2 separate regions of the Zea mays genome follow, and region 1 is linked to region 2. A link is a contact called in public Hi-C data. All regions are on one chromosome and are shown on one strand. The core of a region is the stretch at or near the end of the contact, and the rest is flanking DNA. Distances in the headings are between cores, read along the strand shown. Region 1 holds the start of LOC542538 (seryl-tRNA synthetase). Region 2 holds the start of LOC100192775.

The links. Hi-C and Micro-C count contacts between places; a contact is called where the count stands out from the background.
Region 1: a contact with region 2 is called in a Hi-C map of ear, with 2.5 times the contacts expected there. The contact joins the promoter of LOC542538 here to the promoter of LOC100192775 in region 2. A contact is called at or near these places in 2 of 25 Hi-C or Micro-C datasets (ear and leaf).

What each region holds. Positions count from the first base shown.
Region 1 is chr4:6,695,964-6,702,117 of Zm-B73-REFERENCE-NAM-5.0, forward strand. LOC542538 (seryl-tRNA synthetase) reads right to left here and starts at 3,123. Exons shown (of 10, transcript NM_001305867.1): 1 at 2,843-3,123; 2 at 2,597-2,775. The coding sequence starts at 3,005.
Region 2 is chr4:6,519,041-6,525,211 of Zm-B73-REFERENCE-NAM-5.0, forward strand. It overlaps LOC100192775, which reads left to right and starts at 4,665. Exons shown (of 7, transcript NM_001137971.1): 1 at 4,665-4,711; 2 at 5,512-5,585; 3 at 5,992-6,171.

The DNA.
Region 1 (6,154 bases), core at 1,873-4,372, 180 kb after region 2:
CTGGGTGCTTGTGTAGGAGTGTGTTCAAGGGTGTGTGTTTTGGGTGTGTTTTCTTGTTTTATGTCTGGGCTCTAGCCCTTTTTCTTCTCCTATTAATATAATGATACGCAGCTCTCCTGCATATTTGAGAAAAAAAAATTGAAACTATATATTAATTGCATGATGTAATGCAAAATACGGTATACCTCAAAGAGAGCTCCATAAAAGTACAGTGTATGTATGAATTCCTAGATTTGACTTTTACTGACAATTGATTTCTAAAAATGTAAAGCCATTTTTTGGTGAGCATTGGATCTGCTTGCATCTGATTGAATGGAAATTCAATGGATAAAGGAACTGTTAAATGTCCTAAAGAAAAAAGGTAAGTCCTATTAGAAATATTCTATCCTGATCCATGCTCAGCCTTTTGAGTTCTGTTTCTAAGTTTTGTTGCCAAGACAAATACAGAAGACACAACAGCCATGCCGACAAGACACTACTAAATGAGTTAAACCGTGGCTAGTTCATCAATCATATTGTAGGAAATCTAAAATTGCAGTTCTAATATAAGCTCAGATGAAAATCCTAGCAAAGAGCAACCATCTAGCAGGAGCAGACCCAAAGTTTGGGCCTGGGCCACCACTCAACTTACATAAATTAGTTATACAGCCCAAAGTTTCATCATCAGTGCCTCGACTCAGCCCACGGAGGGTGCCCTCACTCAGCTCAACCTCTTCTCCTGATTTAGTCTGCTACCCTACCACACCAAGCCGCAGTTGTCTGTCATGCCACCACCCTGTGCCGCGTCACCAAAGCACCAAGGACAAGCAGCACCATGTGCAGCAACAAATACATCGGAATTCAACTTTGGTTGCAAGTGAAGCATAGGCAACTTGTTTAATTGTTTTAAGGTTTTGCCAAATTAGTATCAAATTTTCATGCTCATGTTATCTAGGCCAATAGACAACCATCAATTTTAGGTGTGCTTTGTGGTTTGTGCATTCCTGAGTCTATATGATTCCAATAATTTTGCAGGTAAGCATGAGAAAATACTAGAAAAGAAATTAGTGATATTAGATAAATAATGTAGTGAGTTCAAGTTAAATCCCATACCTGCATGCTACAAGATTGCCTAAACATAAGTCCTTATTGGATTCCATCGTTAATTGGTAACATGTTTGTGCACTCCTTCAGGGTATGCTGTTTCGGAAAAATGATGCAAAGAAATCTTTCATTTTTTCCTATAAAAAAAGTAGACAGTAGCGTTATATTTTATTGTGTTCATTTTTCCCTTTTTGCAGCCTCTCTAATTTCTCATGTGGGAAATGGCTCTAATACCTTTTTCTGGACAGATAAATGGCTAAATGGATGCTCCATCAGAGATCTTGCTCCAGAAGTGGTGTCCAAGGTTGATAAAAGAGCTCTTACCTCTATGACAGCAGAACAGGCCCTTGAGAACAGGCAATGGATAGCTAATATCAACCCCCCCCCCATTTCTTTGGTTGGAATTCAACAATTTCTTCTCTTATGGGATGCTTTAGGTGAGGTGCAGCTTTCTCAGGAGGAAGACCACCATGTTTGGAGACATGAGGCATCGGGGCTGTTTTCTTCTAAATCCTGTTACAATGTCTTATTCTTCGGCTCTACTGTTTTTGAGCCATGGGAGAGATTATGGAAGACCTGGGCCCCTTCTAAATGTAAGTTTTTCCCTTGGTTGGCGATAAGGAACAAGTGTTGGACAGCTGACAGGTTGCAGAAGAGGGGGGTGTCACACCCAGATGTATGCCCATGTGTGATCAAGCCCAAGAGACAATTCAGCACCTCCTTACTGCGTGCATTTTTGCCCGGCAATTTTGGCACAAAGTTCTTGCTGTTTTTGGCTTGGGGCACCTCACTCCGGCAGCTGATGAGGAGTCTTTTGCAGACTGGTGGGGAAAGGTGAGCCTAAGGGTTATCAAGACCAGGAAAAAGGGGCTTAACTCTTTGATCATTCTGGGAGCTTGGTGCCTATGGCTTCAGAGAAACAGAGCAGTGTTTCATGGGGAGTCTCCATCCTTATCTAGAATTTTTAGATGTTTTTCAGATGAGTGTGTTAGCTGGGCAATAGCAGGAGCTTGAGAGCCTTGGCTTAGTTGTAGCTCTGGGCGAGGTTGGGTCAAGTTACGGTACCAGTTTGTAATTCCCTTCGGGTTTATGTAGGGTCCTTGGGAGACTTGCTCAGCAACATCTCCTTTTTGTAAGGTTTTTATTCCTCTCTAATATATAAGATGTGCAATTCTCCTGCGCGTTCGATAAAAAAAAGATCATCTTTAGAAATTCAATTAACTGTGATACTGATATGGAACTGTTATCCTATATGATATCTGATTCACTGATTGTTTGTTAGTATAGCCATGGTACTCGGGCTTTATGAACTAGAAGGGTGCCTCTCCTCGGATTTTTGTTCTAGGTCCGCATCTGCCATCTAGTACATATCCCTCGGCCAGCCAAGTCAAAATCCAGGCATTAGAACCTGACCCTCAACAACGCAAGCTTATCCATCAACGAATCTAGCGCAGCACAGTCAGACAGCACGAACAGCTACAACAAAAAGCTCTGGCATTGGCAAGCCCCAGACCTTCTGCAGTGTGAGGTACTGATCGTAGAGCTCGAAGACGAGGTCCAGATTGGCGGTAGAGTTCCGGGTCCGGATGTTGTCGGCGACGGCATCCCGGTTGTCTCGGATCCATTTGAAATCAATCGCGGCCTTCCACTGCGGCCTCACCACACCGGCACCACCTCCCGCACTACCGTCTCCTGAAAGAAAAGGCGGAAGCTTAGATAGCAGCCGTTGAGATGAAGAGCGAAGGTTTTAAACTTTTACCATTGGTGTCGAGTTCCACGGCGGTGGCGGCGGCGGCGGAGGCAGAGGAGAGGAGGTGGGGAGCGGGGCGGCGAACGAGGGAGCGAGTGAGAGTCCGAAACGGGAAAAAGGATGCGGTGCTGGTAGCAGCGGAGGAGGAGATAAAGCGGCCGCAGGTCAGCATCTCGCCGGTGAGGTGGTGGCCGGCGGGCGGCCGTTGGGGCGGATAAGAGAGGGGTGAGGTTTTTGGGGACGCCCGGGCCCCGGGCCGTATGGACTTTTGGTTCTAGTGTAGCATACTTTTTTCTCAAACTCCACTCTGGTCTATCCTCAGTTTGTAGTTACGTCAATTTTTCTATTTTAAAATTAACTACTTTATTTTAGTTTGTTTGACACATAAAAATTGCACAACATAATAGTACCTCCGTTTTCGAAATCGCTAGTTTATTTTTGAACTAAAATATAACAAATAAAAAATAAAAAACGAGAGAGGAACTTTTATTGAATAAAACATCACACATTATATAATACTTAAAAGAAGTGTATGATAAATTTAAAAAAAATGAACTCCTACAATCACAAACGGTTAGTACACATGGCACTTACGTCGTACATGTGGATCAATCAACGCACTGTCAATCGGCTCAGCATGCCAACACGGACGAGAACGGGCGTTACGTCCGCTCTCGCCGGGCGCCGGCACTCTCACTCATCGGTGTCTTCTCGTCCCTCTACCGCCTCACAGTATGCTGGACACAGTCACTAGGGCCGCACTTGCCCCCCACTGGCACCAGCCTGACACAGTGAATGTCAACCGTTCGATCTTACCACTTTGATGAGGTTATTGTGCAAACTCTATTATTCATGCAAAAAAATATTTAAACTAGCATATAGCCCACGGTAACATTATGATCTCGCGGAGGAGGACAGGGGTCGACGATAGCATTGACAGTGTGAGGGGGGATTAACACTAACGCGAGTGAGGGAGGCGAGGACGCAGGGGAGGGAGAGGGGAGACTAGGGCGGCAGGGTCGTAGAGGAGAGGGATGAGAGATTATCCAAATAATATTGTTCATTATATTTCAGTAGGTAAGGGAGAGAAGTTATCCACTGATCTGAATCATTCGTTTTGATGGTGTGTGTAGTCTGGGTGTATTTTGTTTGGTGGATTTAGTGGAGGTTATGGGTGTGGAGGTGATTTGATTGTGTGGGTTTTGCAAAGTTTAAACTTGTGGATTATATAGTGGTCGGTGTTTCAAACATAGCTCCGACAAGTAAATTTGTTCATGCATATTCTAGGTTCCGGATGGTGTGCTCAGAGGATGCGAGATTTATATTGCTTCGAGCAGAACATCCCTACATCCAGTTTTCTGAGGTTCACGCTACAGGCACTGTTGTTGCTCAATACTCATGGTAGGGGTTACAAGCGGGAGAGAGGGAAAAGGAGATCTTAAGTATCTAATGCATGGCTAGACCTAAGAACTACGGGACTAGAGCTCTTCGCTAAGCCTTGGGCGTCGTGGTGGTTCGCTCCAGCCTCCATGGTCTTCCGGGTCTTCTGGTTCGTAAGTTTTTCTTGTGTGTTGTGTGTTGTCCTCTTTTATAGACCAAGGCGGGGGTCAGTTACCGACTCCTTTTCTTAGAAGAAGTTGCTGAGCTACAGTAAAACGAGACATTCTACCCCGGTAAAATCATGATTGTCGCCTTATGCCCTAGTCATCTAGGCTTCCCTAGCTGCGTCCTTTATGGCAGGCAGTACGGGCGGCGTGGAGCTCCGGTGCCATCATTAATTTCTTTACGCCACATCGACCCCTGGTCTCCGTAGCCTAGGTCTTGGTGTGGCTCGTCGTTTTGCGGGTCCTATAGATGGCTTGCGCACTCAAGCTTTTGCTCGTAGGTCATGAGTACGTCGCAGGCCGAGGGCCTCGTAGGTCATGAGTGGGAGGTGGACTGACTCTCCTACTATGGCTCAGTGCCAGACGTAGTTAATACAGCCAGTCATTATGACGCGTCAGTCTTGGGCCATACGAGGAATCCACTCAAGTGGCTTCCTCTCGGTTCGCCCGACCCCCTCTCTCTAGCTCCGCTTAGCCGACCCCTATTCGGTGCCTCAGGGTGAAAGGGAAATAGAGTCAAACCTTTTCCAATTGAATTTTGGTGGTTGAATTGCCCAACATAAATTATTGGACTAACTAGTTTGCTCTAAAATATATGTTCTACAGGTGCTAAAGATTCACAACAAACCAATATAAAGATAAAAGAAAGGATTCAAAACAAAGGAGCAAAGTAAACCGGAGGCAGCCCTGGTCTGGCGCACCGGACTGTCCGGTGTGCCACCGGACAGTGCCCGGTGCACCAGGGAGAATCAAATCAAACTTGCCAGCCTCGAGAATCTAGGGAGGCCGCTCCGCTATAATTCATCGGACTGTCCGGTGTAACACCGGACTGTCCAGTGTGCCAGCGGAGCAACGGCTACTTTGCGCCAATGGTCGTCTGCAAGTGAACAGTGAAAGCAAACAGTGCGCGCCTGCGCGTGTAGAAGTCAGAGCAGGCACCAGAAGTGAGAGCACCTAGAGGGGGTGAATAGGTGATCCTGTAAAAACTTAAAACTTATAGCCACAAAACTTGGTTATGTGTTAGAAAGATAATACCAAGTGACTATAAAGCGAGCTCTTGCGAATCACAACAATCACACGAAAAGCAATCACAAGAGACACGCGGTTTATCCCGTGGTTTGACAAGTACAACACTTGTCTACCTCCACGTTGTGGCGTCCCAATGGACGAGGGTTGCACTCAACCCCTTTCAAGTGATCCAATGATCAACTTGAATACCACGGTGTTCTTCTTTCTTTACTCTTTCCCGTTTGCGAGGAATCTCCACAACTTGGAGTCTCTCGCCCTTACAATGAGGATCAAAGTGAAAGCACTAGAGTAAGGGAGGGAAGCAACACACACAAATCCACAGCAATACGCACACACACAGCCAAGACTTGAGCTAGAATGAATCGCAACAAGTTCACCACTAGAACAGAGCTCAAATCACTAAGAATGTCGATCGAGTGCGCAAAGATGGAGTGTGAGAGATTAAGATTGCTCAAAGTATGCTTGGATGGCTCCTCCATGCGCCTAGGGGTCCCTTTTATAGCCCCAAGGCAGCTAGGAGCCGTTGGAAGCAATCCAGGAAGGCAATTCTTGCCTTCTGTCGGGTGGCGCACCGAACAGTCCGGTGCACCACCGGACATCCACTGTTCACAGTCCGGTGTAGATTGCTTTCCAAAATTGGCGCAGCCGACCGTTGAGGATTTGGAGTCGTTGGCGCACCGAACAGTCC
Region 2 (6,171 bases), core at 3,415-5,914:
CTTCCTAAAAACTGACAAGTCCCTGATGTGCTTTTCCTATCAATTTTACATCCGGCATAATCGGCGTCGGAATACCCAATTAAATCAAAGGTAGATCCCTTGGGGTACCAAAGCCCAAACTTAGGAGTGTAAACTAAATATCGCATGATTCTTTTCACGGCCCTAATGTGAACTTCCTTAGGATTTGCCTGGAACCTTGCACACATGCATAGAGAGAGCAAAATATCCGGTCGAGATGCACATAAATAGAGTAAAGATCCTATGATCGACCGATATACCTTTTGATCTACGGATTTACCTCCCGTGTCGAGGTCGAGATGCCCATTGGTTCCCATGGGTGTCTTGACGGGTTTGCCATTCTTCATCCCAAACTTCTTAAGTATATCTTGTATGTATTTTGTTTGGCTGATGAAGGTGCCCTCTTGGAGTTACTTGATTTGAAATCCAAGGAAGTACTTCGACTCCCCCATCATAGACATCTTGAATTTCTGTATCATGATCCTACTAAACTCTTCACAAGTTGACTTGTTAGTAGACCCAAATATAATATCGTCAACATAAATTTGACATATAAACAAGTATTTTGCAACAGTTTTAGTAAAGAGAGTAGGATCGGCTTTACCGACTTTGAATCCACTAGTGATAAGAAAATCTCTCAGACATTCATACCATGCTCTTGGGGCTTGCTTGAGCCCATAAAGCGCCTTTGAGAGTTTGTAAACATGGTTAGGGTACTCACTATCTTCAAAGCCGGGAGGTTGCTCAACATAGACCTCTTCCTTGATGGGTCCATTGAGGAAGGCACTTTTCACGTCCATTTGATAAAGCTTGAAGCCATGGTAAGTAGCATAGGCAAGTAATATACGATTTGTCTCAAGCCTAGCTACAGGTGCATAAGTTTCATCAAAGTCCAAACCTTCGACTTGTGAATAACCTTTGGCCTCAAGTCGGGCTTTGTTCCTTGTCACCACACCATGCTCATCTTGCTTGTTGCGGAATACCCATTTGGTACCTACAACATTTTGATTAGGACGTGGAACTAAATGCCATACCTCATTCCTCGTGAAGTTGTTGAGCTCCTCTTGCATTGCCACCACCCAATCCGGATCTCTTAGTGCATCCTCTATCCTGTATGGCTCAATAGAGGACACAAAAGAGTAATGTTCACAAAAATGTGCAACTCGAGATCTAGTGGTTACCCCCTTGTGAATGTCACCAAGAATGGAGTTGACGGGGTGATCTCGTTGAATTGCTTGGTGGACTCTTGGGTGTGGCGGTCTTTGATCTCTTATTTCTTGATCATCTTCCTTGTCTTGGTTATCATCATCTCCCCCTTGATCCATGTCCTCCTCTTGAGGTGGCTCATCCTCTTGATCTTCATCTTCATTATCTTGAGCCTGATCCTCGTCTTGAGTTGGTGGAGATGCTTGCATGGAAGATGACAATTGATCTTGTGCTTGTGAAGGCTCTTCGAATTCCTTGGGACACATATCTCCAATGGACATGTTCCTTAGTGCGACGCACGGAGCTTCTTCATCATCTAGTTCATCAAGATCAACTTGCTTCACTTGGGAGCCATTAGTCTCATCAAACACAATGTCACAAGATACTTCAACTAATCCAGTGGATTTGTTGAAGACTCTATATGCCCTTGTGTTTGAGTCATACCCTAGTAAAAAGCCTTCTACAACCTTAGGAGCAAATTTAGAACTTCTACCTCTTTTAATAAGAATAAAGCATTTACTCCCAAAGACTCTAAAATATGAAACATTGAGATTTTTACCAGTGAGGAGTTCATATGATGTTTTCTTGGGGATTCAGTGAAGGTAGAGCTGGTTGATGGAGTAGCAAGCGGTGTTGATTGCTTCTGCCCAAAACCGTTCCGGAGTCTTGTATTCATCAAGCATGGTTCTTGCCATGTCCAATAGAGTTCTATTCTTCCTCTCCACTACACCATTTTGTTGAGGTGTGTAGGGAGAAGAGAACTCATGCTTGATGCCGTCCTCCTCAAGAAATCCTTCAATTTGAGAGTTCTTGAACTCCGTCCCATTATCGCTTCTTATCTTTTTGATCCTTAATCCAAACTCATTTTGAGCACGTCTCAAGAATCTCTTTAAGGTCTCTTGGGTTTGATATTTTTCCTGCAAAAAGAATACCCAAGTGAAGCGAGAATAATCATCCACAATAACAAGACATTACTTACTTCCGCCGATGCTTATATAAGCAATCAGACCGAATAGATCCATGTAGAGTAGCTCAAGTGGCATGTCCGCTGTCATGATGTTTTTGTGTGGATGATGGACTCCAACTTGCTTCCTTGCTTGACATGCGCTACAAATCATGTCTTTCTCAAAATGAACATTTGTTAGTCCTAAAATGTGCTCTCCCTTTAGAAGCTTATGAAGATTCTTCATTCCAACATGGGCAAGTCGGCGATGCCAGAGCCAGCCCATATTAGTCTTAGCAATTAAGCAAATGTCTAGTTCAGCTTGGTTATCATTAAAATCAACTAAGTATAGCTGACCATCTAATACTCCCTTAAATGCTACTGAATCATCACTTCTTCTAAAGACAGTAACACCTACATCAGTAAATAAATAATTGTAGCCCATTTTGCATAATTGGGAAATAGAAAGCAAATTGTAATGTAAAGAATCTACAAGAAAAACATTGGAAATAGAATGGTAAGAAAATATAGCTATTTTTCCCAACCTTTGACCAAACCTTGATTTCCATTCCCGAATGTAATAGCTCTTTGGGGATCTTCATTTTTCTCATAGGAGGAGAACATCATTTTCTCCCCTGTCATGTGGTTTGTGCACCCGCTATCGATTATCCAACTTGATCCACTGGATGCATAAACCTGCAAAACAATTTAGGCCTTGTTCTTACGTACCCAAACAGTCTTGAGTCATTTGACGTTAGAAACAAGCACCTTGGGCACCCAAACACAAGTCTTGGGACTCTTGTGTTTGCCCCCAACATATTTGGCAACTATCTTGCCTGATTTGTTAGTTAAAACATATGAAGCATCAAAAGTCTTAAATGAAACATTATGTGCATTTGATGCAGTAGGAATTTTTTTTCTAGGCATTTTGACATGAGTGGTATGCCTAGAGCTAGACGCCTCATTTTTGTACATAAATGCATGGTGAGAAACAGAATGAGGTTTCCTAGCATGAATCTTCATAATCTTATGTTCAAGATAGTTTGCAGGATATACAATGTAACCCTCACTATCCTAAACCATGGGAGCCTTACCCTTAACAAAATTAGACAATCTTTTAGGGGTATTAAGCTTGGTGTTGTTTTGATTTCCTTGTTGGAAACCAATACCATCCTTAATGTCAGGGCGTCTCCCATTATAGAGCATGCTTCTAGCAAATTTAAAATTTTCATTCTCTAACTCATGCTCGGCAATTTTAGTAGTTAATTTAGCTATATGATCATTTTGTTGTTTAATCATGGCAAGGTGATCATCCATAGCTTCAATATTAACATCTCTACATCTAGTGCAAATAGTAACATGATCAACAGTAGATGTAGATGGTTTGCAGGTATTTAATTATTCTATCTTAGCACTTAATCTAATATTCTCATCTCTAAGACAGGAAAAAGGATCATTGCAAACATTCAATTTTTCAATCTTAGAAACTAAACTAGCATTTTCAGTTCTAAGACTTGAAATTGAATCATGATAAATGCTAATATCCTTAGATAAGTTTTCACATTTTCTATTTCCTGAGCATAAGCATTTTTTAATTTAACAATTTTATTGTTCTATTTAACGAGGAAGTCCTCTTGGCTTTCCAAGAGGTCATCCTTCTCGTTAATGGTTTCAATTAGTTCATTTATTTTTTTCTTTTGTTCCATGTTAAGGTTGGCAAAAAGAGCAAGTAAATCATCTTCATTATCGCTAGAGCTACCCTCATCACTAGATGTTGTATATTTGGGGTGGCTCACTATACGACGGTTGATCTTTAGCGACTCTTATTAGGGACTGACGGTTGGTCGCTAAAAGTTATGGACCGACGGTTGGTCGCTAAATGCGTTTATAGCGACGGTCTGTGGGTCGCTAAAAGTCTAGAAATTTAACGACATATGGTTGGTCGCTATAGAGGTAAGTGTGTGACTGATGGTGGGTCGCTATAGGGGTACGTGATTTTTGTGTTTCTTATTTACTCACCAAAGCCCATCTAAAGGCCTACTAAACAAACGAAACCCTATTTCACGCACCAAACCACAAGCGCAGCCGCCGTCACTTCTGCCCCATCACGGCCCCATCCTGCCGCTCGTCGACGACGCCACCCCGCCCCTCGGCCGCGGTCGCCGTCAGGCAGCCAGCCACCGCGACATTGGCCATGATTTTTTGTGCCTGTTCTTGCTTAACTTTATAACTGATAAAGTTTCCAATCACAAGATTTACTTAATTTATACTATTATTATCTTCTGTTGCAGTATTTCCTTATTATTAAAGCAGCAAGGTTTGCCGCTTCCTCGTGTGTCCACGTCGGCAAATTTTTTTGCCGTCCGATCGTTCATCAATGGTGACAATCTCACCCCTGCACAGTGTGTGTGGATGGTTCTAGTTTCTTCTCTCACCAGCTCATGCGTCTCCAAAGTAAAAAGGATAAGAGAGACTCTGGGTTGCCGAGGTCCGCTTTCGTAACTACAGGAGGTAGGCAAAGGAGACGGCGACGACGAAGAACATGTACTTCCTCCATTACGTCCTCTATTCCTATCATTGCCTTTCGTTTCTTTTCTTTTCTACAATCGGCGTTACCTGCTGCAGTCGACGGCTCGGTCCCCTTGGTATCTAATGCCTTTGCGCGGCACCTGAGTTCTACACTTGCGACGAACTTGAGCATTGCATTCGTCGTTGTTCTTGTGTCCATTCTTGTCTCTGACTCGGGCCGCCGCGAGTTCCTCCATTCCCACTGCCATGGAATACGCCAGTGCGCTGAATGACGCCTGCGTCTTCACGGATCTCCTCCTCCTTTTGGCTAACATGGCTCCTCAAAGATGACCGCGTACGTTTGTCGAGCGGCGCTGGCAAGGGCCACGTGAACTGCGTTGGTCGACGCTTCCACACGCGCCGCTAAGCCTGCCCTGCCGCCCCCTATGCGATGCTGCTCCTCCCCTTTCTTCTCCGCCTAGGCTGGCGCTTGGAGGAGGATGCCACCAAGGTTACCAACTACTTAATGTACGCGTGCAAGATGCTCGATGATACACCCCAACGGAAAGCAGTGTCGTGGACGATGGTAGTCGTGGGGAACATTGTAGACTCCACGCCGGTTGAGGAGGAAAAACTCCATTGGCTCTTTTGTCACCTTAAGGGATTTGCCTAACGTTTCCTTTTTTTTCTTTTAAATATGATTTCCCCCATACGTATGCAGATGCAGTTGCCATATTTTAATGCTCAATGCTGCCTACTTTAATTTTATGCTTAATTTTTTTTAATGCTCAATGCTGCCTACTTTCCTTCACTGATTTGGCTGCTCTTTTATTTAGCTTATAGCAACGGAAAAAAGTTAGCACATTCCAAAAACTTCAAAGACTGCTGTGTACGACATCCTATATTACCGGTATGAGTACTTTTGAGAGCTTAAATGTTGTTAGTCTTCTGTTTGCTATTACGTGCTTTTGCTTTCCTGAAAAACTTCACACAGTTTCAGCTACGAATTGACCAATGACGAAAACAAGATATATGAAGTGGCACAATACTCAGTTTTACTTCTAAAAATTGAAGAGATTTAAAGAAGGATTATTCCAACAATAAATATCTATACTTTTGTTAGCATACATTTTCTTTTCTCATGGCATATATTTTCTTAAGGGCTAGTTTGAAAATTTTAAATCCTCTCCGGGATTCCCGGATATTGAGAAGAAAATGAGCTAATTTCCCACTCAATCCCTGAGAATACCGGAGGAGATTTTTAAGTTTCCAAATTAGCCCTAAGTGTAGTAACTGATTTTCACTTAATTTTGCAGACTGCTTCTGTTTGAATTGAACGGCATCTTCAGAATCTCGGCGACGCTAATTTCTAACTCATATGGGAGAGGTCTATTTCTAGAATTTTTGTTTTTCTTTAATAGATTTGCCACCTACATTGGCATTTTTTCCCACTGCAATCGATTATAAACTACAGTTTTGCAACCTTTCAGTGACAT